2 separate regions of the Sus scrofa genome follow, and region 1 is linked to region 2. The links are chromatin contacts, called in public HiChIP or PLAC-seq maps. All regions are on one chromosome and are shown on one strand. The core of a region is the stretch at or near the end of the contact, and the rest is flanking DNA. Distances in the headings are between cores, read along the strand shown.

Region 1 (2,731 bases), core at 180-2,679, 78 kb after region 2:
TAATTAGCTGTTACCAAACTGTCTGTGGATCCGAACATTCTCATCCTGGCCATGTGCCTGCAGGCCAGCTCCCGTGAGCCCCGTCACCCCACTGGCATCAGTGGACCCTCGCGCGAGCAGCCCCTGCAGATCGCAGCCAGCACGGAGCTTTGCACACATGGAGGGGCTTCCTGCCCTCAGACGTTTCTCAAAGGCCTGCGGAGGGAGTGACCCCCAGGCCCCTTTGGGGACTGTAAGCTGGGCTGGTGCCCAGGCCGCCTGCGCCGAAATCTCCCCGAGTCTGTGGCTTTGCGCTTCCTTATGGTGCCTCCGGAGTTTCTGGCTCCTCGGCCTCCTTGATCGGGCACTTGGCAGAGCCCCGCATTTCACAGGCAGTCGGCTCGGAAGGCTCTAGAGCCGTTTCCAGCTGCGTGCGCAGAACATCAGGTCCACAGTTCTGGTAAATCCCCCTGTATCAGACCGCCACCAAATGCAGTGTTAAACTCCCTCTCTGGGGTCTAATGTTATTCGAAGCTGTTCCCACACTTACTTCCAGGTTCCTGCAGACGCGAAGCAGCAAACCTCATCATTCTTTCCGTGGGTGTGTACAGAGAGGTCCCATGTACCCCACACCCGGTTCCCTCCGTCTTTGCCACCTTACACGTGGATGGTCACTTGTCACAGATAATGAACCAGTGTCGATGCGCAGTCCCTGCCTGAAGTCCGTCGTTCAGGTTTCCCCGTTTTACCCGATGCCGGTTTTCTGCCCGAGGATCCCATTCAGGTTGCTCTGCACAGTCGTCATGTCTCCTTAGGCTCCTTTTGGCTGTGGCAGTTTTTCAGATGTTCTTAGGTCTGGGGACCTGGACAGTTTCAAGGAGCTGGGCCGGTGGTCTCCGGGGTGCCCCCAGCTGGAACTGGTCTGACTTTTTCTCAGGGTCAGACTTGGGTTATGGGCTTGGGAAGGACGAGCACAGAGGACAGGTGCTGTCACCCTGACCTCCACGTGCTGATGGGAACCTCTGCCACCCGGTGCAGTCTGCTTCTCAGCTTCCTCTTCCTCCTTTCCACACTGTCTCCTTGAGGAGAAGGTGGGGAGCGGAGGACAGGGTGGCCGCTTGAGTTAGAATTCCTCCGCAGGGGACGTTTCTCTCCTCCCCCCCATCTATGTGGTCATTTCTAACAGCACACACTTGGTTTGCTTTTGAATTGTTCTGCCAACATGGTAACACAAGGAAAGGCAAGTCTGGGTTTCAGCTGCACAGCTGACAGCCCTGTTTGTGTCCTAATGGATAAGAGGCATCCGTGATGTATGTTTTGGCAACTCAGGGAGTTAATGGCTCATCGTGGACCTTGAAAGAATGTCAATGAAATCCTAGTCCGCCTGGCGCAAGGGTTCTGGTTGTGTGGGACGCCTCTTGTGGGCCAGGCCACCTGTTACCCCAGTCACTGCTGCCTTGCGTGGTGCAGCGGGTGACACCTCCGTTCCTTACCCAGCGGAGGCCAAGCCGGTGGGTAAAGACCTCTGCCTTGCACCCCAGGGAGGACTGTCCTTGGCAGATGCCAGTGGAACGGAGTGTCGGTCCCCTGACCTGGGGGCAGCTCCATCACCACCCTTGTACTGGCTCCCCCTGCCAACCCGTGTCGCTTGGGCACCTGGGATCGCCTTCTTAAACCACATGCAGACCAGGCTCTGCTTGCCGGGAGCCCAGCTAAGAAACCAGTAGGACGCCAGAAGGTTCTTTCACTCTGAGCTCATCAGCATTTGGGACAGTGACTGGAATACTGATTTTGTTGATAGCATCATCACAGTAACAAACAACCTGAAACCAGGAGAGACGGTGAAAAATAACTGATATCCAGAAAGATCCCTCAATAAGCTAAATTATTCCTCAGACCAAGTGGTAAGCAGCTGGCATCCAGAACAAAGGTTATTACAGCACATCAGGATTCCAGAAAAGACGACGGGGCGGGGTTAGGACTGTGGGGATAGAACTGAGGCTGACCCGATGTGGCCTTCCTCCCACCCCCAGGCTACACGGGTGTGTGCTCACGCCAGCCGCCAGCAGAGTGTTCACCACAGAAGCACAGATGATGGTTTTAAATGCCAGGTCGTTTAAAAGCAGACCAGAAAATCTGACGTAAAACCCGCCGTCTCTGGTCGCTGATCCTTGTGGCCTTGTCCTGCTCCCCAGAAACACCAGCTCAGCTGCTGAAAGTGCCACTCCGTGCCATGCTGCCACCACCCAGTCACTTTGGACACTTTCTTCTTCCTGGTGCTTGTTCCTTGTGTGGCTTCCCTCCCCCCGCCCCCCAGTGTAACTGTGTCTCAGTCCTGGGGGCGCGTCTGCGAGTGTCCCTGAGCCCCGGGGTCTGCGGGGCTGGCCTTTCCTGTTGGTAGAGTTCGGTGTTCTTCCCGGAGCTCAGAGCTCCTCCGCTTTGTTTGCCGTGAACACCTCCGGCTGCTTCATGCTCCCATCTTCTAAGTTCTCCATGGGATTCCCGCGCGCACAGACTTGACCCAGACAGCTTCACACCCCTCGGAGCCACTCCCGCGTCCTGCTCGTCACCGTCCCCTGAGAGCCTCGTACCCTCCCCTGGCCTTAGCGCGAGCCTCTCTGCTTTGTAGATGTAGTCCTTGTGGGTGGCGCTCTTTCTCCAGCAGCCTCCTGTCCCAGTCCCCGCAGGCCGCCCTGACGGCCCCACGGACGGGCGGCTGAAGGTCGGGGGAGGCCTCTCTGGCTTTGCAGAC
Region 2 (2,700 bases), core at 18-2,517:
GGAGGCCCCGGGTGGGCTGGAGTTTGCTGGGCCAGGGGTTTGTTAGAGTCGCCCTCTGAATGATGAAGAAGCTGGGGAGAAGGGGGACGCAGCCGTAACTGGGGCCTGAGAGAGCACGAAGGCTGACAGAGCTGCCAGCAGCCCGGCGAGCTGGAAAGACACCCTGATTTGAGGCCAAGCCCTGGGCTTTCAGGGGCGTGCTGGGAACTTAGCAGTTACCCTGGGCCCTGGTGCCGGCATCCAGCCCACGCCCTCAGCCCCTGAAGAGCTGGCCCAGTGTGTGCACAGGGCGGGGTCCACCCCACCCCATGAACCCCAGACTGTTCATACTGTGTTGAGTCTGGCAGATGCAATGCCTGCAATTTCTGTCTCCAGGGGCCCAAAGCCCCCACGTGGGCCTGTTCCGGGGGTTGGCAGGCCAAGATTGCCTTGCACACTGGCCTGAGGGCTGGGCCAGTGCCCAGCCTGCAGCTTCTGCTCAGACCGCCAGCTTTCAGCTCACTTTGGGAGCTAAATTAGGCTGCTACCTAACTTTCCCGTTCAGGAGGTCAAGTTTCATCTGTCCATTCCACTGATGGCTAAACCGAGGCTCAGGTTATGCAGGAACAGCCCTACGGGCCATAGAGCTGGAGTTTGCACTGAAGAGTTTGCAGAATGAGCTGAAAGGGGGGCAGGGGCCCTGTTTCCTCCCAGTGCATTCAAAGCCCCTGGCACAGCATCCAGCTCCACGCTGGCCTCAGCGAGTTCCCCGTGATCACGTGTGCAAGGAACACCCAGGACAGCCCATCACCCACACTGCTGGAGAGGGTCGCCCTCTCTGGGGCTCTCACAGGTCATTCACGCTGGGGCATCACCTTGTCCTCCCCAGGCAGTTGGTGGGTTTTTCTCAAACAGCTTCCTTGGGGAAAGGAAGGCAGGAGAGCTCCAGAGGGGACAGACTTCGTGACTCTGTGGTCACGTCAGAGGGAGCAGGTGAAGCTGTGACATGTAATAAGAGCAGGTGACCAATGCTTTAATTTACACAACACCAAGTCATCAGACTGTGCCCAGCTGCGGGCTCCATGCCCAGGGGACACACCCCCACCTCCCTCCTCCAGTTATGTCACCATGGCAGCCTCACCAGGTGTCATGTAAATGTCACATTACCCTTGGGAGGGCGGCCCAGATAGCACATCGGAAACTTGGCCCCAGGATGCAAGGACTGTCTGACGCCTCCCTGGACTCCCTCCCGCCGCCAGCCTGATGACCCGTCCCGGGTCCTGTGACTGTGGCTCTGCCTCCCGTGCACACCCAGAGCCCAGAAGAGGGGACAGGCACTGGCCTGGGCTGAGGCAGATGGATTCTGACCAAGAGGGACAGCAGGAAACCTTTAGGAAGGGAGCATGCTACAGTGCCTCTGGCTCCCCGTTCTGGGCCCTTGACATCCTGCGTGCAGGGCTCACGGAAGCCAGGCTGCGGGGCTCCAGGAGGCCACTGCCACCTCAGGGAAGGGCCGTCAGAAGAAATGGGCAATAACAAGCAATAGGGAAGCTGCGGGGGGATTTTTAAAAAAGCACTCTGTGTGGTCTGGCATACGCTGGAGTACTAGTCAGCCTCAAAAAGGGCCACATCCTGGAGCTCCCGCTGTGGCGCAATGGGATCAGCGGCGTCCTGGGATCCCTGGGACCCAGGTTCAGTCCCCAGCCCGGCCCAGTGGGTTAAGGCTTAGGTCTGTGGCTGAGGCCTCAACTTCGGCGCAGATGGATCCCTTGCCCCAGGAGCTCCATATGCTGTGGCACCAAAAAGCGGGAGGTGGGGGTGCTACACCTTCTGACACAGGTTGCAGTCTGCAGGAACCTCGAGGGCAGGATGCTGCGTGACAGAATCCATCACAAAAGGACAGACGCTGCACCATCCCACTCACACGAAGGACTAGAGGAGGCAGATTCATAGCGACGGAAGGTGGCCGCCAGGGGAGGGGAGACAGTGTTTCACGGGGACAGAGTCTCAGTCTCGGGAGATGACGAAGTTATGGGCCTGGATGGTGGTGGTGGTTGCACAGCAGCTGAGCGTGTTTAATGCCGCTGAACCAAACACTTCAAAACAGTTAAGACGGTAGATTTGATGGTCTGTGGGGCTTTTTTTTTTTTTTAACCACAATTAAAAATATGTTTTAAAAGATTCGAGAGTTCTGATCAACAAATTAGCTTATTGAGAAAGGTTTGCTAACATTCTTGCCAGCTATTCATAAGTGTTCATGTGCTTGGCTTATAGGTTTCTAAACAAAACCAAAGCACGGTTTTTACAAATGCAGAGAAAATATAAGGCAGCCCTGAAGGGGTGCAGAGGCAGGGAACCCTCTGCGAGGCCTGGAGGGGCCGTGTGGTCGGGGCGGGCCAAGGGCAGCTCCAGGGAGAGGCAGGAGCCTGGGAGGAGAGGTGGGCATTTTCACTCCTGCAGATGCCACTCTGGGGCAGCAGCCACCTGGCGAGGGCCTGGCACCTGCACCTTTGCTCTGGAAACCCCATGCGCCCCTAGGGGAGCCCCAGGGCCTCCTGCACCGGCCCTGGGCCCTTCTGTCTGCTCGGTCCTACCAGGAGCCCCGTGAAGATAATGTGACCTGTCAGGACCACAGTGCTGCCCTGAGCCCCGCCCAGCGCTGTGTCTGCCCAGAGGCTCGGAACGTGGGGCCTGAGCTTGACCTCTTCTTCCCGGTCTCCA

What was found. HiChIP or PLAC-seq counts read pairs in DNA pulled down with a chosen protein or histone mark.
Region 1: a contact with region 2 is called in an H3K27ac HiChIP or PLAC-seq map of skeletal muscle. The contact joins two enhancer-like sites. A contact is called at or near these places in 1 of 5 promoter capture datasets (liver), 1 of 47 Hi-C or Micro-C datasets (liver) and 1 of 2 datasets of contacts at active chromatin or transcription factors (skeletal muscle).

What each region holds. Positions count from the first base shown.
Region 1 is chr18:5,712,157-5,714,887 of Sscrofa11.1, forward strand. The region is part of intron 6 of PRKAG2 (5'-AMP-activated protein kinase subunit gamma-2); the gene reads left to right. Among named protein-coding and RNA genes, the nearest start is that of RHEB, 66 kb to the right of the region's middle. Within about 2 kb of position 1,430, at least 4 of the 83 cell types and tissues checked have an H3K27ac peak or open chromatin away from gene starts, as enhancers often do. A contact at or near this core is called in skeletal muscle, where this site is marked.
Region 2 is chr18:5,634,349-5,637,048 of Sscrofa11.1, forward strand. The region is part of intron 3 of PRKAG2 (5'-AMP-activated protein kinase subunit gamma-2); the gene reads left to right. Among named protein-coding and RNA genes, the nearest start is that of RHEB, 140 kb to the right of the region's middle. Within about 2 kb of position 1,268, at least 10 of the 83 cell types and tissues checked have an H3K27ac peak or open chromatin away from gene starts, as enhancers often do. A contact at or near this core is called in skeletal muscle, where this site is marked.